Linked DNA regions of Mus musculus: region 2 is linked to region 1. A link is a contact called in public HiChIP or PLAC-seq data. All regions are on one chromosome and are shown on one strand. Each heading gives the region's core, a stretch centred on a gene start, on an enhancer-like site or on the middle of the called end of the contact. The rest is flanking DNA. Distances are from core to core; before and after follow the strand shown. Region 1 holds the start of Platr21 (pluripotency associated transcript 21). Region 2 holds the start of Ripply1 (ripply transcriptional repressor 1).

What was found. HiChIP or PLAC-seq counts read pairs in DNA pulled down with a chosen protein or histone mark.
Region 2: an H3K27ac HiChIP or PLAC-seq map of embryonic stem cells shows a contact between it and region 1, with 2.6 times the contacts expected there. The contact joins the promoter of Ripply1 here to the promoter of Platr21 in region 1. A contact is called at or near these places in 4 of 39 promoter capture datasets (cranial neural crest, embryonic stem cells, hippocampal neurons and 1 more), 3 of 115 datasets of contacts at active chromatin or transcription factors (all in embryonic stem cells) and 1 of 9 other capture datasets (embryonic stem cells).

What each region holds. Positions count from the first base shown.
Region 1 is chrX:139,355,342-139,358,225 of GRCm38.p6, forward strand. It overlaps Platr21 (pluripotency associated transcript 21), which reads right to left and starts at 1,429. Exons shown (of 20, transcript NR_045455.1): 1 at 1,264-1,429; 2 at 949-1,032.
Region 2 is chrX:139,780,579-139,783,627 of GRCm38.p6, forward strand. Ripply1 (ripply transcriptional repressor 1) reads right to left here and starts at 1,775. Exons shown (of 4, transcript NM_001037915.2): 1 at 1,570-1,775; 2 at 535-610. The coding sequence starts at 1,733.

The DNA of each region.
Region 1 (2,884 bases), core at 179-2,678:
ACTCTGGAAATCCTTCAAGACTATTGCAGCCCCCAATGATGCTGGTCTCTTTCACCACTGCTAATTCTTCAGCTCTAGCTAACCAGCATTGATTGACTCTGTATAGCCAGGGTTTCACTTTAATGGATCTGGTCTCTCATTGACCACAGCAAATTCTTAAGCCCTGTTTGATCCGAAACACAGATTCTTAATGCTCAAAACATCAGACATAGCTGATAGTATTTAAGGAACTCTTACACTTCCCTCTGAAACTTCACAGACCTTGCCTCCATCATCTGTACTACTCCCAGCATCTTCTAAGTTCCCACCAAATAGCAGCTCATTAAACATTGAGCAGTCAGAGGTTTTTCTAGGGTCGAAAGAATGTGTGCCCAAGTGCCTGTCCTATAGTGCATAACAAGTAGAGAAGAAAACTCTGGCTTGAGAATGTACCCTACGTATCTAGATCTGCATGTTATGTTCCTTTTACACACAAACTTTTGGCTTGGTACCTTCACAAGGAGCAGAGAAAGGACTAAAAACCTGTACATATGAAAGCGGAGGGATGGGTGAAGCAAAAAGCCTAAAGACTGGATGTCTCTGGGTTGCTCCACTCACTCTGCAGGTGCGGAGGCACCTGGGGAGTGTGGCCGGTCAGGTTATTGAGTGAAATATTTTACATTGTTAGCTCAATGGCCTCAAAAGGCTCTGGCTAATAGAAGAGTTGAAATCTGCTCTCAGATGGAAACCACATCCTGTCAGCACCTGTCTAGACCCCGTGAACCACAGCCTCATTTGCAGCCTTGATTTTACTTGAACGTGGGAGCTGCCAATCATCAGGAAATGCCCTATGCTCAGAACATAGCAATGTCTCAAGCAGCAGACAGCATCTCAGGCATCAACTTCCAGGGGCCTCCTGCAGACATGTAGCCCAGCCCAGTCTGTCAGAAGCACATACACCCTTCTTACCTCTCCCACTGCTGAAGCAAGTAGAAGCAGCAGCAATCGGGCAGAATGGATGTTCCCACACATGTTTTTTTTTTCCCCCAGAGGCTGGAAAACAGTGATTCGGTGCATGCATGTTACCAGACAGGATACGGTGTTAAAGGATACACATTCTAAAAAGTAAACAGGGAGGAAGCAGCCAGGTGGGAGCCTCAGAGAAACGCACTGATTCAACTCCCTAAAGAGCATAACATGAAGTCAAAAGGAGCAAATTCTCCAGAGTGGTGGGCTCTTCCTTCCAGGGGTACCCGATTCATTTAAGAAAAGCAGCCTACTCACAGTGACCTTCTGAGCTGAGCCACACTGTTTATGTTCTCTGCTCAAAGCCACATCGCCTTATCTTGATGGTATGAAGTGCCAATTCCACCTAAGCCTTGTTCTTGCACATCTGTTCCCAGGGCTGAATATGTGGCACAAGGTGCAGAAAGAGCATCTTACTCACATTGCAGAAATGGATGATGTTTATTCAGTAAAAGCGATCTCAGATTCTTAAGGGGGCAGGGCTGTCTTCGCAAAGACCTGTTTTCAGTGAATTAGCATTTTACTAATCAATGGTTTCTAGTCTGGAAATGTCGAAGATAATGTCATATGTGCATACTCAGTGATAGTGCGAGGGAGCTGGCTTTTTCCCGAGTTCCCTGATTTATGCACTCCAAATATCCAAGATTATTATGAGTACCGTTTTCTTCCAAAGAGCAGCTTGTGAGATCACTAAGAGCCTGCACTGTGTGAAAATCTGCTGTACCCTTGTCCATCTACCTATTTTGTTATTGGTTCATGTTCACTTTGGGTGAGCCTTATACGAACATGTTCTTCATTATTTTTAACATAAAATTTTATTTTTAATAATTCCAAAGTGAGGAGGCTGGGAAGATGGCTCAGTGGGTAAAAGGACTTACAGTACGAATGTGAAGACCTGAGTTTGATCCCCGTCATGCATGCAAAATCCAGGCATGGTTATATATGCCTGTAATCCCAGTGTTGGGACCTTGAAGCCAAGTGAATCTGAGAGATTGCTGGCCAGCTAGCTTGGCCAAATCCATAAACCAAAGGTTCAGTGAGAGACTGTCTGTCAAGAAATAGAACAGAGGATGGTAAGGCAGGACACCTAACATTCTCCTCTGGCTTCCACACACAGGTGGGAACAAGCCGGCGCGCGGACACACACACACACACACACACACACACACACAAACATGTAAGCATCACACACACACAAATATTCTAAAGTGAGTACTTGAAGGCCTTGGTTCAGTATCCTCTTGCTATTATAAAATACTTGCCCTGACCGTGGGGAAACTCCCTCGCAGATACCATGACTGGATGGCTCTTCCCAGCTTTTCATAAAATGGAGGACTCCCTTTTGCAGCAGAGAGTCCCTTGTCTGGGGAGCCTAACCCCACACAGCCTCTCCCGCCGGCTGCCAAGGAACCGACCTACAAACTAACCCCTCCCCCATAAGAACCCACCCAGCAGGTACCTGAGATTCCTGAAATGCCTCTCCATGCAAATGAGACAATTCACAGAACTTGAAACTCCAGCCAAGGAGTTTCATTTACCCTGTGAACTCCTTTCCACTCTCCAAAGTCGATATAGAGCCCTGTTCCACCCCCAAATAAAGGCTATGCGTACAAGCCTGCCCCAGATACAGGTATGCACACAAGACTGTCTTAAGAGAGCTGTTTCATTGAAAACCTTGGCAGAAGGCTTTCTTTCTCCACTCGCGCCACTCCCTTCTCCCCTCTCCCACACTCACTCCCCAGCTGGACTGGGATCCTCCAGAACCCCACCCATTCCAGACTCCACTTCATCCCTGAGAGAGAGGGGGGTGGGGATGGAAGACAAGGAACCACAGCTGGACCCCCAAATGCATACTTCACTGATGAAAGCAGTTAAAGAG
Region 2 (3,049 bases), core at 525-3,024, 430 kb after region 1:
GTGGCTTAACTGCCTCTCCCATAGAAAAGTCAGAAACCTGCAGGTTCTGACAATCTCCATGCTTTAGGCATGCCTTGGGATCCAGCCACCTCCCAGCCCTGCCCTACAGCAAGGGGTCTGTCTTCGAGCTGGTTGAAAACAAGTCCTGGGGGAGTGTTTTCTTTCAGTGCCCATTTGGAGGCGATACAGGGGGCAGAGTTCTCTTAGAGGACAAAACATTCAGGGAGAAGAGTAAGTAAGCTCTGAGGCAAGGCACCAAGGGACCTGAATCCCAGCACCAGCTCCATACATAATACACTGACTGCGAGTCCAGCCCAGGTCCCTTACCCACGCTATGCTTTGATCTCCTAGTCTCATTTGTCATGGAAGCTTTGGTCCTGCCTTCCTCCTAGAGCTACTGTGGGGATGAAATGTTAGCAGAGTTGGCAAAATGCCTTCCCAGATTGTCCATCCTGGGACTGGGGTCAGGGGATTTCTGAGAAGGGACATGGCTGTAAGTGTCTGTGCAAACATGTCACAGGGCATCAAACTCACCCAGTCCACCAGACTCCTCGCCTGCCTTGGCTGGTCGTTTATAGAGGACAGCCAGGGTCTCCAAAGATAAGCTGCCCTGTGACAAAGAGATAAATTGGTACAAGATGTAAACACAGGCTTCCTCTGAAGGTTTGACTCACAAGCCATGTGCTCCAGGACTCCTCTGGTTCCCTGACAACTGAGCCAAGTCTGGGACAGATACCCTTCCTCTCTGCTCCAACAATGTCATCGCTGCTCTTACCCCACTGCTTTGTCATTGTCTGATGGAGCCCTTCTAAGATGAAAGATATGTATGGGCACATTTGCCCCTAGCCAAGCCCTAGTACATTACCTTGTGCAAGGAGTGGCTTGAGCAAATGTTGATTGAATGTGAACATGAAATGTTTGGAAGAAGAGAATGCCTGCTGTATAGGGAGGATCTATCTTACTGCCAGCTTCTGATATCAAAGAATTGAGAACAGAACCCTGCCATCTTCCTAATTAGAGAAATGGTTTCGAATACTCCTGGGCCTGTTGCTTCTCCTCTAGACTCTCAGAGACAAGGAAAAGGAAACGTGGCATGCTCAGGACAGAGGCAGCAACCCCCCCCCCCAACAAAAGGCCTCTTCAGACTTTGGCCCTGTCACTCTATGTTACCTGCTACCATCTGGGTCCCATAGTCCAGGTTGCGTTAAGCCTAGCTTCCACAGTAGCCTCTCCTGTTCCCTCAGTGAATTGTATGGACTCCCTATGAAGCTCAGGCTACTTGGCTTCCAGCTTTGGCAATGTTCTCTCTCTCTCTCTCTCTCTCTCTTTCTCTCTCTCTCTCTCTCTCTCTCTCTCTCTCTCTCTCTCTCTCTCTCAGCGCCCTTCCCCGTCACCTGGAATGATACGTGAGGCAAACTATTTCCAGCCAAAGGTATAGAAGAAGGGCTGAGGCTCTCTGTTGTCTCTCCCCTTCAAAGAGAACCAGACACCACCATGGGCGTCACACCTTCTCCTGCCCGCAGCTCCCTAAGCCTGGGTTCAGACTGTCAAAGGCTAAGTTGCACTTACCGTTCATTCCTAGCACCTTCTTGTCCATTGATTTGTGCTAGGGCAGGGGCTTGGGCCAAGGCCTGGCCAGGGAGGGCAGCAGCAGGGTCAGCAGCAGGGTCAGCAGCTGGGGCAGCAGCAGGGGCAGCAGGAGGGGCAGCAGCAGGAGAGGCAGCGGGGTCCATCCTTGGGACACCAAGCCAGACAGCTCTTCCAGTTCTCAGAACCTTCAGCACTCTTTTGGCTTTTCCCCTAGAGACCCTTTTATAAGCCCTGCCTTGACTCATCAATTATTCAGGCAATGCAAGGATGGGGGATGAGGGATGCTGGTAAAGATCTAGGGAGGGGGATCTTGGAGAGAGAGCTGTGTTCTTGGGTGTGAAATCTCTCCCAGTTGAGTAAACAGGGTCTGGGGAGGAGGTGAGGGGTCTGCTACAGCTCCAAGTCAGTAAGGAAAATAAAGAAGGGATAAATCTCACACCATTTGTGTGAATTCCCCAGGCAGGATCAGGACCCAAGGTGGGAAGGAGGGGCTCTCATTAGTACCCAAAGGCAGCCAGGCTTGTCTGGGACAGAAGGCTGAATACAAGAGCCTTTAGCAAAGCTGGTTCCCAGTGAGAAAAGAAGAGTGACAGACTCACCAGCTCTTTCAGCTCAAATCCCAAGGAGATTTGCCAGGTGGTCCCTGATACGGGGTCACTGCCACGAAGTATGTCATGTGGCTTAGGATAAAGAAGGGTTCTGGGTGGGGCCTGTCCAGTCTCCTGCTGGGCAAACCTCAAGTCATCTTTTCAATTCCCTCCCCACCCCTCTCCCTGCTCAATTGACTTGCAAAAGTTCCTAAAGCCCCTCCACCGCCTCCGCAGAGAGTGGTGTGGTGTGGGGAGCAGAGCGGGCCCAGGGAGTTTGCAGGGCAGATTCCAAATGCCACAGCTCAGTTTCTAGTTTAGGAGCCCAGGTGCTGGAGACTAGAAGGGTTCTGCCCAGCACTGGCTGGCCAAAGGACCATCCCAGGCCTCATCTCACGTGAGACGAGGGTGCTGGCTCAGTGGGTCCCCAAGGCCCTGCCAACCTGAACCCTCTGTGACAAAGAGCTGGGTAATGACTAGTGACCCTAGAGAGCCAAAAGGTTTGAGGCAGAGTCCTTGGCATTAGCCAGCTTTTGGGCCTTTGCCAAAACGCTTCCAGTTACAACAACTGGCAAGCACTTCATGCTTAGAGGTTTCAAAAATATTTCTCCTGATCTCAGTGGCCAGCACCTGCCCAGACTTAGTGTCTCAAATATTCATCACAGCCTGGCTTGTAATGGTCAGAAATTAGAAACAACCTCAGTGTCCAATAATAGGAAACCCATTAGATTTATTAATTGTGGCCAATCTTGTAATCACATACTAAGCAGATAGTCAAAATCATGTCATCAATGCACAAGCTTGTGAAAGCTGGATGCTAAATGCTGTGACGAATTTTGTCCATGGGTTTCTTATGGAGACCCCACTGATCG